Regions from separate parts of the Zea mays genome. Here region 1 is linked to region 2. Evidence: chromatin contacts called from public Hi-C data. All regions are on one chromosome and are shown on one strand. The core of a region is the stretch at or near the end of the contact, and the rest is flanking DNA. Distances in the headings are between cores, read along the strand shown.

What was found. Hi-C and Micro-C count contacts between places; a contact is called where the count stands out from the background.
Region 1: a contact with region 2 is called in a Hi-C map of ear, with 2.8 times the contacts expected there. The contact joins the enhancer-like site here to the promoter of LOC100282727 in region 2. A contact is called at or near these places in 2 of 25 Hi-C or Micro-C datasets (ear and endosperm).

The regions. Positions count from the first base shown.
Region 1 is chr8:133,522,684-133,527,667 of Zm-B73-REFERENCE-NAM-5.0, forward strand. No RefSeq gene overlaps it. Among protein-coding and RNA genes, the nearest start is that of LOC100217208, 18 kb to the left of the region's middle. Within about 2 kb of position 3,563, at least 19 of the 20 cell types and tissues checked have an H3K27ac peak or open chromatin away from gene starts, as enhancers often do. A contact at or near this core is called in ear and endosperm, where this site is marked.
Region 2 is chr8:133,074,019-133,079,567 of Zm-B73-REFERENCE-NAM-5.0, forward strand. It overlaps LOC100282727 (plant IF-like protein), which reads left to right and starts at 3,580. Exons shown (of 6, transcript NM_001155634.1): 1 at 3,580-3,892; 2 at 4,928-5,336; 3 at 5,417-5,524. The coding sequence starts at 5,136.

The DNA.
Region 1 (4,984 bases), core at 2,313-4,812, 450 kb after region 2:
CTAGTTAGTTGAGTGAGTTTTGTAAAACCACACAACCCCTCGGCTCTTGCGTGAGTCGTTGTATTTGTACCGAGTGGGGCGAGAGTCTTGCGAGACCGTGACAACCGCGTTTGTGTCACGGCCGCCACCGTGTACCGGAGGGAACGAGGCCCGCGGCGTTTCGGCCGGAAGCTCGATAGTGGAGACGGCGGGGAGCGTCCGAGAGGAGCCGAAAGCGGAGCACCACTCGCGCGTGGAGAAGGCCCGCGGCTCTCTACGGAGTTACTCGACCGTGGTGCTTGGCCCTCGCGTGGGCTTCCCTTTGCGTAGGGGCACCAACGAGGATTAGTCGGGACCTTGCGTGGTTTCGGATACCTCGGTAAAAATACCGGCGTCTTCCACGAGAGTTTGCTTCTCTACTTAGCTCTTTACATTCCGCATTTATATTAAGCATTTAAGTTTCAATCTTATTGTCATACTTATTTAGTGTAGATTGAAACTTAGCCTTTGCGGTAGAGATAGCAACACTTAGACAAAACCGAGTTTGCACATTCTAGTTTTGATTATTTGCATAGGTTTTGCTCTAGGGATTTAATTGTGGCCTAGTTTAGTAAAAGTTTTAGAAGTCCTAATTCACCCCCCCTCTTAGGCGTCACCCGTTTCCTACACCTCTAACTCAAACTCTCACACTCTTTGCTTGAGATTGCATTCTAGTGAGTGGTTGAGAGGTTCTAGTGCATTTGCATCCATTGTGATCTTTTGAGGCACTAGGTGGTACACCGAGCAAGCATCATCGACTTGTTACTCTTGGAGGTTGTCGCCTCCTAGACGGCTCGGGTGTTGAGCTCTCCGTGAAGATTGTGGAGGATTCGTAGTGTTGATTGTGAGGGGTTCGTGCCCAACTCGCTGGAGCGACAAAGGCCACGCTAGTGGAATCGAGGTATTGAGTGAGTTCTTGTCCACTTGGCTCAAATATCAAGTCGTGTCTTGATAGAGGAGCAAATGAGAGCTTGAATTCCACCTCAACATGGATTAGGGGTGATCGGCAAATCACCGATACTACGGGATAAATTTCAGTGTCATTCTCTCACTCTTTATTCATTACTTGCAAGTAGTTAGTGATTTGTGTATTGCCTATCATTTGTAGTATTGATATAAATTGCTCATCATATTTTGTTAGCCTATCAAAGCTAGGAAATTTATATCTCTTGTTGTTTTGATTAAATTTCTCTAGTGTCTTTGTTTTTAGTTAAAATCGTCTATTCACCATGCCCTCTAGCCGGTGTCCTAGGTCCTATAGGGTCGCGCCCAGGGCGGCCATCACAGTGGTGAGGCCAGCTGTCTGCACGGCGGCTAGAGGGTCGGCCGCGCCTAGTGAGGCGGGCATAGAGGGGGCCGCGCTCAGGGGAATGACGACGTGGGCGGTGGCCAGGAAGGGGGTCGCGGGCAGGGAGGCGGCGTCCGCGGGCAGAGCCGTGGCGGCGCTCGCACCCGGACTGGTGGCAGCGTTAGCACCGGTGTGGGGGAGGTGCGCCATGGGAGCAGGGTGGCCGGCGCCGGGGAGAAGCCGGCGGCTGGGTAGGTTGGCGGCTCGGAGGGAGGGAGAGAAAGAGGCAGTCGCCGACTGGGAGGGAGGGAGAGAAAAATGAGTTTGGTTCTGGTACCATATTGAAACCCCTAACCCTAGAATAGGGTGGGGATATGTATTAATAGACTTGGTGTTAGGCCTGGCCCATTACAGAGGGGCGAGAGGGTAAAATACATAGGGAAGATTCCCAAACCCTAATACAATTCTAACACTATCAAACAACATGCTAGCAGACCTTCACAGCTCTCAACACACGAAACAAATTCAGGTTATAATTTGGAAAGCAATCGAAGGTAAACAAACATGAGGCAACCAAGACGGTAACCTAGGATTACCTTCATATCTTGCATGAAATGCGTTTGGGTTGAATGAGATCTATTTGTCCAAAACAAAAAAGGAACAGAAAACTTAATCATAAATTTGTTTTGAGAAATGCCAAGTAGAAATCAACTATAATACCCTAAAGTCATATTTTAGGTAATTTAGGATGTTTACCACAAGATTAAAATACTTATGTTGTGAATCAAGGGATTAAATGAAAAGAGCCTCTAGGGAGTTAAATTATTCCTTTCATGGAAACCTATACATTGAAATACTTTTTGAAGAGGTATACAAAAGTGTGGCCTAATAGGGACTTCATGGTCATTTATAAAAAGGTAATAGACATCTAATTTGCAATGAAGTTAATACTTATTTTATTTAATAAAAGGAACCCTAATTATTAAATTGTGTGTTGCATTTTTATCAAGTTTATACGATTTGGGGCATTTACTTAAAAGAGTTGAATAATGATAGTAAAATAAAATATATATACTTTGCATCATGCTATATCTTTGGTTGTGCATTCAAATATGTGAATCTCAAAACTAGATTTGAACTTAAAAAGAAATTAAGACAAAAGAAAAGAATTTATGCCTGTTCTGGGCCATCTCTCCACCCCACGGCCCATCTCACCCGTGCAACCGGCTACCTCACCCCATCCCATCTTGCGCAGTCCAGCTTCACATCCAGACATTTGTCGGGCCACTTCTCTGCCCCGTTTCTTTTCCCCACAAGAATGATGTGTGGGCCCCACCGGTCAGTCTGACCTCACATAGCGCATACATCGGTACTGAGTGCCTCTCCCACCGTCGGGTGGGCCACGCTCGCCAGAGACTCGCCCGCGCGCATGCTCTGTCTCGGGCACTGGCTGGTGGGACCCCTACTCAGATGTCACCTACCTAGCGATAAGGCAGAAGTCGTAACCAAACAGAGAGACCGTAGCCGCCGGGATTGGTCACTCGCTCGATCCGATTCCACCCGTATCAGACTCTCCCCATACCTTATAAAACTTACGATCCGTGACCCCATATCAGGCTGCGTCGACAACTCGAAGCCACCATCATCACCCGGGCGTGAAGTGCATGCCAAGGGAGATTTTTGTGCCGCCGTCATGGTCCCACAATTCCATGGCTGTCCTATGCACGTGGCGTGGTCGGGGATGAACGCTAGTTCATGTGCAAACCTTCTGCGGTGTCATCGGGTGGATAGGGCTACCATCGCCGACTCAATTGCTCGCTGGAGACAAGGCTCCGCCGCAGATCCGCCCCCACCGTGGGCGGGTATTTTTCACAGCCTAATTCCTCCGTATGGCGCCACTACTAGCTTCGATGTTTTCTACTCCTTGCAGAGCGCTAAACCACGTGGGAGATTGCACAGGGGGTCGCCCATTATGCCTTCACCGGCGAACCATGGCCGTGATGGGTGGGCGGCGCCGCCTTGGGTTGTCTGGGAGTGAAGACGGGGTATGTGTCGTTGGTTCCTAGATAGACGACCATGATTAGGTGTTAGGTCTCGATGGGGTGGGATTGATCGGAGCCCTTGGATCATGATCGCGGGACTCGGAAAAGATCAGGCTTCATAAAATCCGTGTCGTTCATTTAAGATCCGAGCATCCCGAGCACATACCGGTTTACTTGGATGAACGGTCTAATCTGAGCCATTGATCTAAATCTGAGCGGCTCATATTAACCTGTACCCCCTTCGGCGCGGCTGTTTTGTAAAAGAGCCCTAAGAGTTTGTAGATTTCAACCCCCCATCCTTTGTCGTGTTAAATAACTGAGTATAGGCCCCTAGAATTTACAAATTGATCCCTGGATCTAGTAAAATTAGTATAAAGTGATCCTAAATCTTATTTATTGCATATCTTGCTCATTTTAACTCTGATTTGATCTGTTCAAGTTGCGTTAGATTCGTAATAAAATTGTCTATGCAGTAAAACATTATTCATAACACATCATGTACTTTTATATTTAACCTATGTTTATTTTACTACCTCTTCTTATTAAGGTTAATATGTCCATAATTATAATTTAACTAGAATATGATCTCAAATCAAGTTGTAACTTAGAATAAGGTTCAATTAAGTTATTTTTTGGTAATATCTTTACCACATGATTTATAATATATTTTTTATTATTTAATCACCTAAATCTTTGGAAAATCATATCTTTCTAAATGTAGCTCCGATTTTTGTGGTTCTCGAACCCACGATCTCGTAGCAACACGTAGAATATCCTTACGCTGGTTGTTCTCATGTTTGGTGTACTATTATTTTTATGCATTCCTTGTTTATTTGTATGTATTGCTTCGAGTAGCAGCGAGGCCACGAGGAACCCGAAGACCAATTTAGTGAAGTACTTGGGATCACAAGTCAAAGACAAGTTGTACGCTTGATCACTCTTCTTTACCTAATAATGTTCCTGTTAATCACTGTGACATGCTCATGTTAATTTGATGGGACCCAATAGGTTTCACTAGTTTTATTTACGCCACACCTTGCAGACACATGAACTATTAGGTAGACTTGCTATTGCTCTACCTGGTTTTGGGATTAATGTTATACTGAATTATGATCATGTTCCAATTTTGTTGTTAATTTAATTATTGTTTATGATATGATTATTGTGTTAATTGGAACATGGAGAACCACCCGAGAAAACAGTGCTACCACAAGAGTGATATGAGACGCCCTTGGCTGACTAATTAGGAAAGCTAGTGGAGGACTACCTTACTCGAAAGGGGCAAGGACGGTAGAGGAGCTGCCGATATAGGGAAGTTCTCGGGTCGATCATTCTGCGATGGCTTTTTGGACGATGGATTCTTATATCGCCCTTCTCAGAAACCGTAGTGGGTTTTCTGAAGCTATTAGAACTTTGTAAAGGCCTCGTAGTGCTACTTTGCCTCGTCTCCTCAGTAGAGATGTATGGGATTCATGACCGTGGCAATGAATAACACGACTTGTGGGTAAAGATGTGCAACCTCTACAGAGTGGCAAACTGGTATATCAACTGTTCTCACAGTCATGAGTGGCTCGGACCCTCACATCAGTAATTTATGGAACTAAACTTAATTTGTCATATGCATTGCATTACGGGT
Region 2 (5,549 bases), core at 2,330-4,829:
CAGACTCGAAAGTAGCGGATGTGCTATGCAAGAAGGGGTGCGAAAGGACGTGGAGAGGGCATTTAGGCTGCTCAAGGCTCGATTTCATATTCTTGTAACCTCACGTCGTTCTTTCTCCAGCAAGTACTAAGTGTGCTTATACATGTATATATCATTATGTATAATTTAACCATTGAGGATGAGTGTTGAGAATCATACGATATAGACGACTGTGAGATATTCAAGCCCTTCGTTGCATCACCAACTGTGACCCTCGATTCCTCGAAGCACCGACAGGTTTGCAGCTATCCTTCCGCGAGAGGTAACACTCCATGTTACATCATCAACTCCAAAATGATTTAATGGAGTATGTTTGGAATCTGCACTCACTACAATTAGATTTTATTATTATGATTCATGTAGTTTTTATTTTAGTCAAGTAATGTTAGTTTTATGTTTTATGCATTATATACTTTTTACTTTAATTGGATCTACGTATTATGTATTTTTTATTTGCTTTACGTAATGTAATGTATTGTAATTTTTATACACAATTTTTTTCTTGCAATGAGACGTCCAATTTCATTTGAAACAAACATACATAAAAACAAAAAGTTGATGTGGCAATGATGTCACTACTGGCTGAACTTTGTGGTAGATAAAAGCTAACACTGTACATACATATCAATCGATAGGTTATGGCATTATATACATAGGCACCGTGTATTAGATCCCGCCTTAATTATTTACCAACCCAGTAAAAATGCTGATGTGATAAAAATGGTTTCTTGTATAAGAGCTAGTTTAGAAACTCCATTTTTTCAAAGAAATGTCCATTTAAAAAAAAAGAACTATTTTTCCTTTGAAAAAAATAGAATTCTTAGTTAAATTGGGTTTCCAAACTAACCTCAAAGGTATATATTCACACGATAACCAAGATAAAAAAATGTGATGGGTAGATAATGGAGTACGAAAAAAAAGACATTTGGGGCGTGTTTGCGACGCGTATGAGGCCGGCTCGGCTTGCTCAGGTGAACCAGGCTGAAGTTAGCCGGTCTCAACTGATACAATATATCTTATTTGTGCAACTGTACCAAATAAGCCTGGTCCAAGTGAGCCGATGTTTGCCACATGTAGACAGCCAGGTTAAAAATCACTTTTGTTTCTTGGAAGCAGCCACGAGGAGCTGGTTTGCGCCACCGGTAGCCGAGGTCAAAAAAAACGGAGCCTACCTTCGTTTCCTGGGAGCCAAGCTGAAAAGCCACTTTTGCACGTGCAGAACCGAGCTTCAAAACAAGTCAAGCCACACAAGCACATACGTTGCATCCCAGCGGGCCAAGGTCGCAAACGTGCCCTTGATTGGACGAACTTGTGTTGCATCCCAGCGGGCCAAGGTCGCAAACGTGCCCTTGATTGGACGAACTTGTCCATGCCGTATGCATCTGGGTTGAGGGGCTCACGGCGTACACGTGATCACGGTGAATAGGTGCATCTATGACTATGAGTACGTGTATACGGATGGTACTGGGTCACGAGACGAGATGAGGTACTCTGCTACCTAGCTACCGCCAGCACAGGAAACAGGATGGCGTTTGCACATCTCCGTGTCTCTAACGGTATCTTTTTATGTCGTCGTTCTATATATTTTCTTTTCAGAAAATATGTTTTTTTCTCTATATCTTACTTCTTTTCCAACGGCATCTCGTCCTTTACACGTCAAAGGCTCATAGTATAGATATATTTTCTTCATGTTTTTTTTTGTCATATCCTTAAACGTCCTGTACACTCAAATCCATTGTCTAAATAGATAGAGGAGAGGAAAAAAAGTCTCTATCGTCCATGACACACCGATAAACCATATAGAAGATATAATCTTTTCTAAATATATAGATGACTCTTTAACGTGCCCCTTTGGAATCATCCTTAGCATCGCTTGATATATGTATCAATGTAGAAGAGGATCGTACGTGATGGAATAAAAAATGATACTATTTATAATACATAGTAAATATTATTAAATTAATACTAAACACATATTTACGATAAAACACGTCTAGAGATACATACCATTTTCTATGAATCTACTTAATAAAAATTACTAAATGAAAAACAGAAAAAGAGTTGCGATGTATATACTTTTTGAGGGACAGAGTGAGATATATATATATATATATATATATAACATTGGTTCTCCTTTGTTTTCTTGACAAAATGAAATGAAAGAAGATAAAATCTCCAAATAACCCTACTATCAGTCATATCATACAAGTATAAAGCTATGTCTACTACTGTAGTTCAGTTGCAACTACTGCTTGTCAAATTTTCAATAAAATATGAAGCCATGTCTCTTCCTCAAAGCCCACTCGCCTCAGGTTATCCGCATTGTTGTTACTCTATATTTCTACTTCAAAAAGAATATATATTCTAATCCAGTCAACAAGATTATTTGCTCTATATTAACTTCTGTTGCACTCATGTTACTCTATAAATTTTCTATATATCCAACTGCCATATATTTTATTCATTTACTTTCAACTACCACCTCCAGTTTAAAATATAATTGCCAAAAAAAGATAGCGAAGTCTCTTCATACTTACGTCATGACGTATTTCAGGTGCCGCTATCCTATAATGTGATTCATAGCCGACGTTGCGGTGTTTTCTCTCTCTCTATTTCATACGCTAAGGCTACCCGTAGTGATATACTGTAAAGAAGACGTCACCAATATAAGGCTAGATATAGAGTAAAATTTTACTGCAGTGGAGTACTCTATAGGTAGCTGTAAACTTATGGGGGGCAAACAAAACGCTATTTACAGCGTCGATGCTTTTTTACTCTATCAGTCCACACATCTATGCAGCAGGTACGGTGCCGAGCGCCATCAGCCGGTGTGGCAGTAGGAGACAAAAAAAGATATATAATATATGTGGTGATTGGTATAGAGTTGATGTATGAAGTAAATATGACTGCAGTAGATTATGATATAAGGTAGAGAATCTTGATGATGAGGATAGAATATTTCTTTTAGAGTAGAAATTTAGGTAGTGTTTGGTTGGAGAGCCAAGTAGAACGGAGCCGTTCTGTTCCAGTTTTGTTGCTGTTTGGTTACAAAGTAACTAGAACGAAATGACTCCAATTAGAGAATATTCTCCTCAGATCCGGAACCATTCCGCTCCAAAAAATCAACGGAACGGAGCCGCTCCGTTCCCATCCCGCTCTCACAGTCACGCTCCGCTCCGTTCACTCTACAACCAAACAAAAAACAGAGCCGCTCCGTTCCAGATTACCAAACACAGAACAGAGCGGCTCCGTTCCTAGAATCGGGGATAGAACGGCTCCGTTCTACTTGGCTCCTCAACCAAACACTACCTTAGAGTAGAATGAGTGCGGATAGCCTAAAACTTTAGCGTACGATAGAGTGCGGATAGCCGTGGCAGGCCACGCAGGACATGCGCTGCGGCGCCGTGCCACAGAGGATCCATGTCAGCACGTGGCGGCGCACGGGCCCCCGACGGAAAAATTTGGACCTTGCCGCGCGCCACACGCGGGGCCCACATGCCAGCACTCCGATTTCAAACCCAAACCCAAGCCAGCGTTTCTATCCCGGGATCCTCGTTTTGTTTCCCTTCCCCCACCCTTCCTCTTCCTCCCTATCTATCAGCACTGCTCGCCGGCGCCGCCTCTGCAAAAGGCTCACTTTTGCCTCCGGAACCCAGCGGAATCCGCCGGCGGACCGGAAACACTCGCTCGCCCCCCTCACCCCCTGTCTGCCCGGCCGTCGGAGCGCGTCGCCTCCGGGCGTGCAGCAGCAGTCCGTGGAGGTGGAGCCGGGAGGAGGAGGAGGAGGACGAGGACGAGGCATAATCTGCCGAGAGCGGGACAGCAGGAGTGGGCTGCTCCGCTCGCGCTGGAGGTGCGTGGTTCTTCTCCGCCGCTCCTTGCTGCTCATGCTGAGTTGTGCGCCTGGGACCGTGATTGCCACCTTTCCTTTGCCGGCATTCGCGCCCTTCCTGTTGTTTTGTCGCCCCCTTTCTATTTCTATATCTTGGAAATGTTGGGAACTCGTGAGATTTTGAGCGGCTGCTCTCTGACTGCTCTGATCCGTTTTTTTCTTCCAAGTCGGACCTGTTCGTTTGCGGAGGTTCCCCTTCGAAATCATAACAGCAAATATATTTTTTCTGCCCCCTGTTTTCTTTTTTTATTTGTACGTACTATTTATTTGGGATTATAATCTGTCCAGATTATATAATTCAACTTATTTTGAATTAAATATTAGTTTAAAATAAGTTAATCTCAAACAAACACCATGTGTACCGTATCTGGGAGCAAAACGTCAGTCGACTCAGCAGCCTATACTATAGGGCCCTGTCGAATTCTACGCCATTTTTTTGGGGGGTGGGGTTGGGTTAACAAAATAGTCTTCGAAGAATTTGAATTGATTTGAACTACAAGATGCCTTTGTCCTCGTCTCCTTGCAATGCAAGCACTCACGAAGATGCCTTGGTTGGTCCTATATACGTTCATTTTTTTTTAACTGGGAACAGGACGGAAAGGGCAATTGTTTAGTCCGCTGGTTCTGTCCCACGCAATTAACCTGTATGCTGCGATGAATCACGTTGACTCCATGCACCAAAACCATGTTACTCTACTCCTAGATTTGCTGCGCAGCGTGCGCAGGTTGACCAAGTATGTCGGCACGTAATTTGGTTCCCATTTTTTCAAGTCTAATTAATGACATGAACAAGTCACTTGCAGCGTGGATAATACCTGTATCCTTTGCTCTGGCTTCCGCTAGATGTGAATACAGTATTTTCGGAGTATTGAAAGCTACGCTTCTGTCATTTCGTTGCCAAGACAAGTGCCTGGCTCCACGTGAACTCGTGGCCTTGACCTGAAGAAAAATCATTTTCTCTCTCTCACTCATAGTGTATTTTTTTAATCTTTGCAGCCAAAGCTACTGATTGCCTTGTCCTGACCAGCGAAAGAGGGATCTTTGGGAGGCAATCAGAGGTGTTCGGTTTGGTCAAACAAAGCTCAGCTCTCTTGGGATGCTTGCTGCGAGCTGCTTGTGTTCATACTTGAGAGAATAAAACAGTGCATCATCTTGCTGTCTTGTCCTTCGTGATTGGAAGAGAAAACGTGCTGCTGTTCTTGCTATGTCTGTCTCGGAGAAGGTGGCGCCATCGAAGTCATCAGTTTCTTCGTCGTCAGATTTGGATCCGCTGCTGAAGGATCTCACGGAGAAGAAGTTGACCTTTAGGAGGAACGTGGTGTCATTGGCAGCTGAGCTCAAGGATGCGAGGAACAAGCTTGCCTCCCAGGAGCAGCTGTTTGTAAAGGAATCTCAAACTAGAAAGGTCAGTCTGTAGCCTGTTGTAATTGGTACCTTCGGGGTTGTCGGTGGAGTTTGTGCTGACTAGGGAAAAAATGTTAGCAGGTTGTTGAGACAAAGGCAAGGAGCATGGAAGAGGAAGTAAGCAAGCTGCAGAAATGCTTGCAGGACAAGGATGAGCAACTGCGTTCATCCGCAAGTAGCACGGAACAGGTAAAGAACTTTCACAGCAAAATGA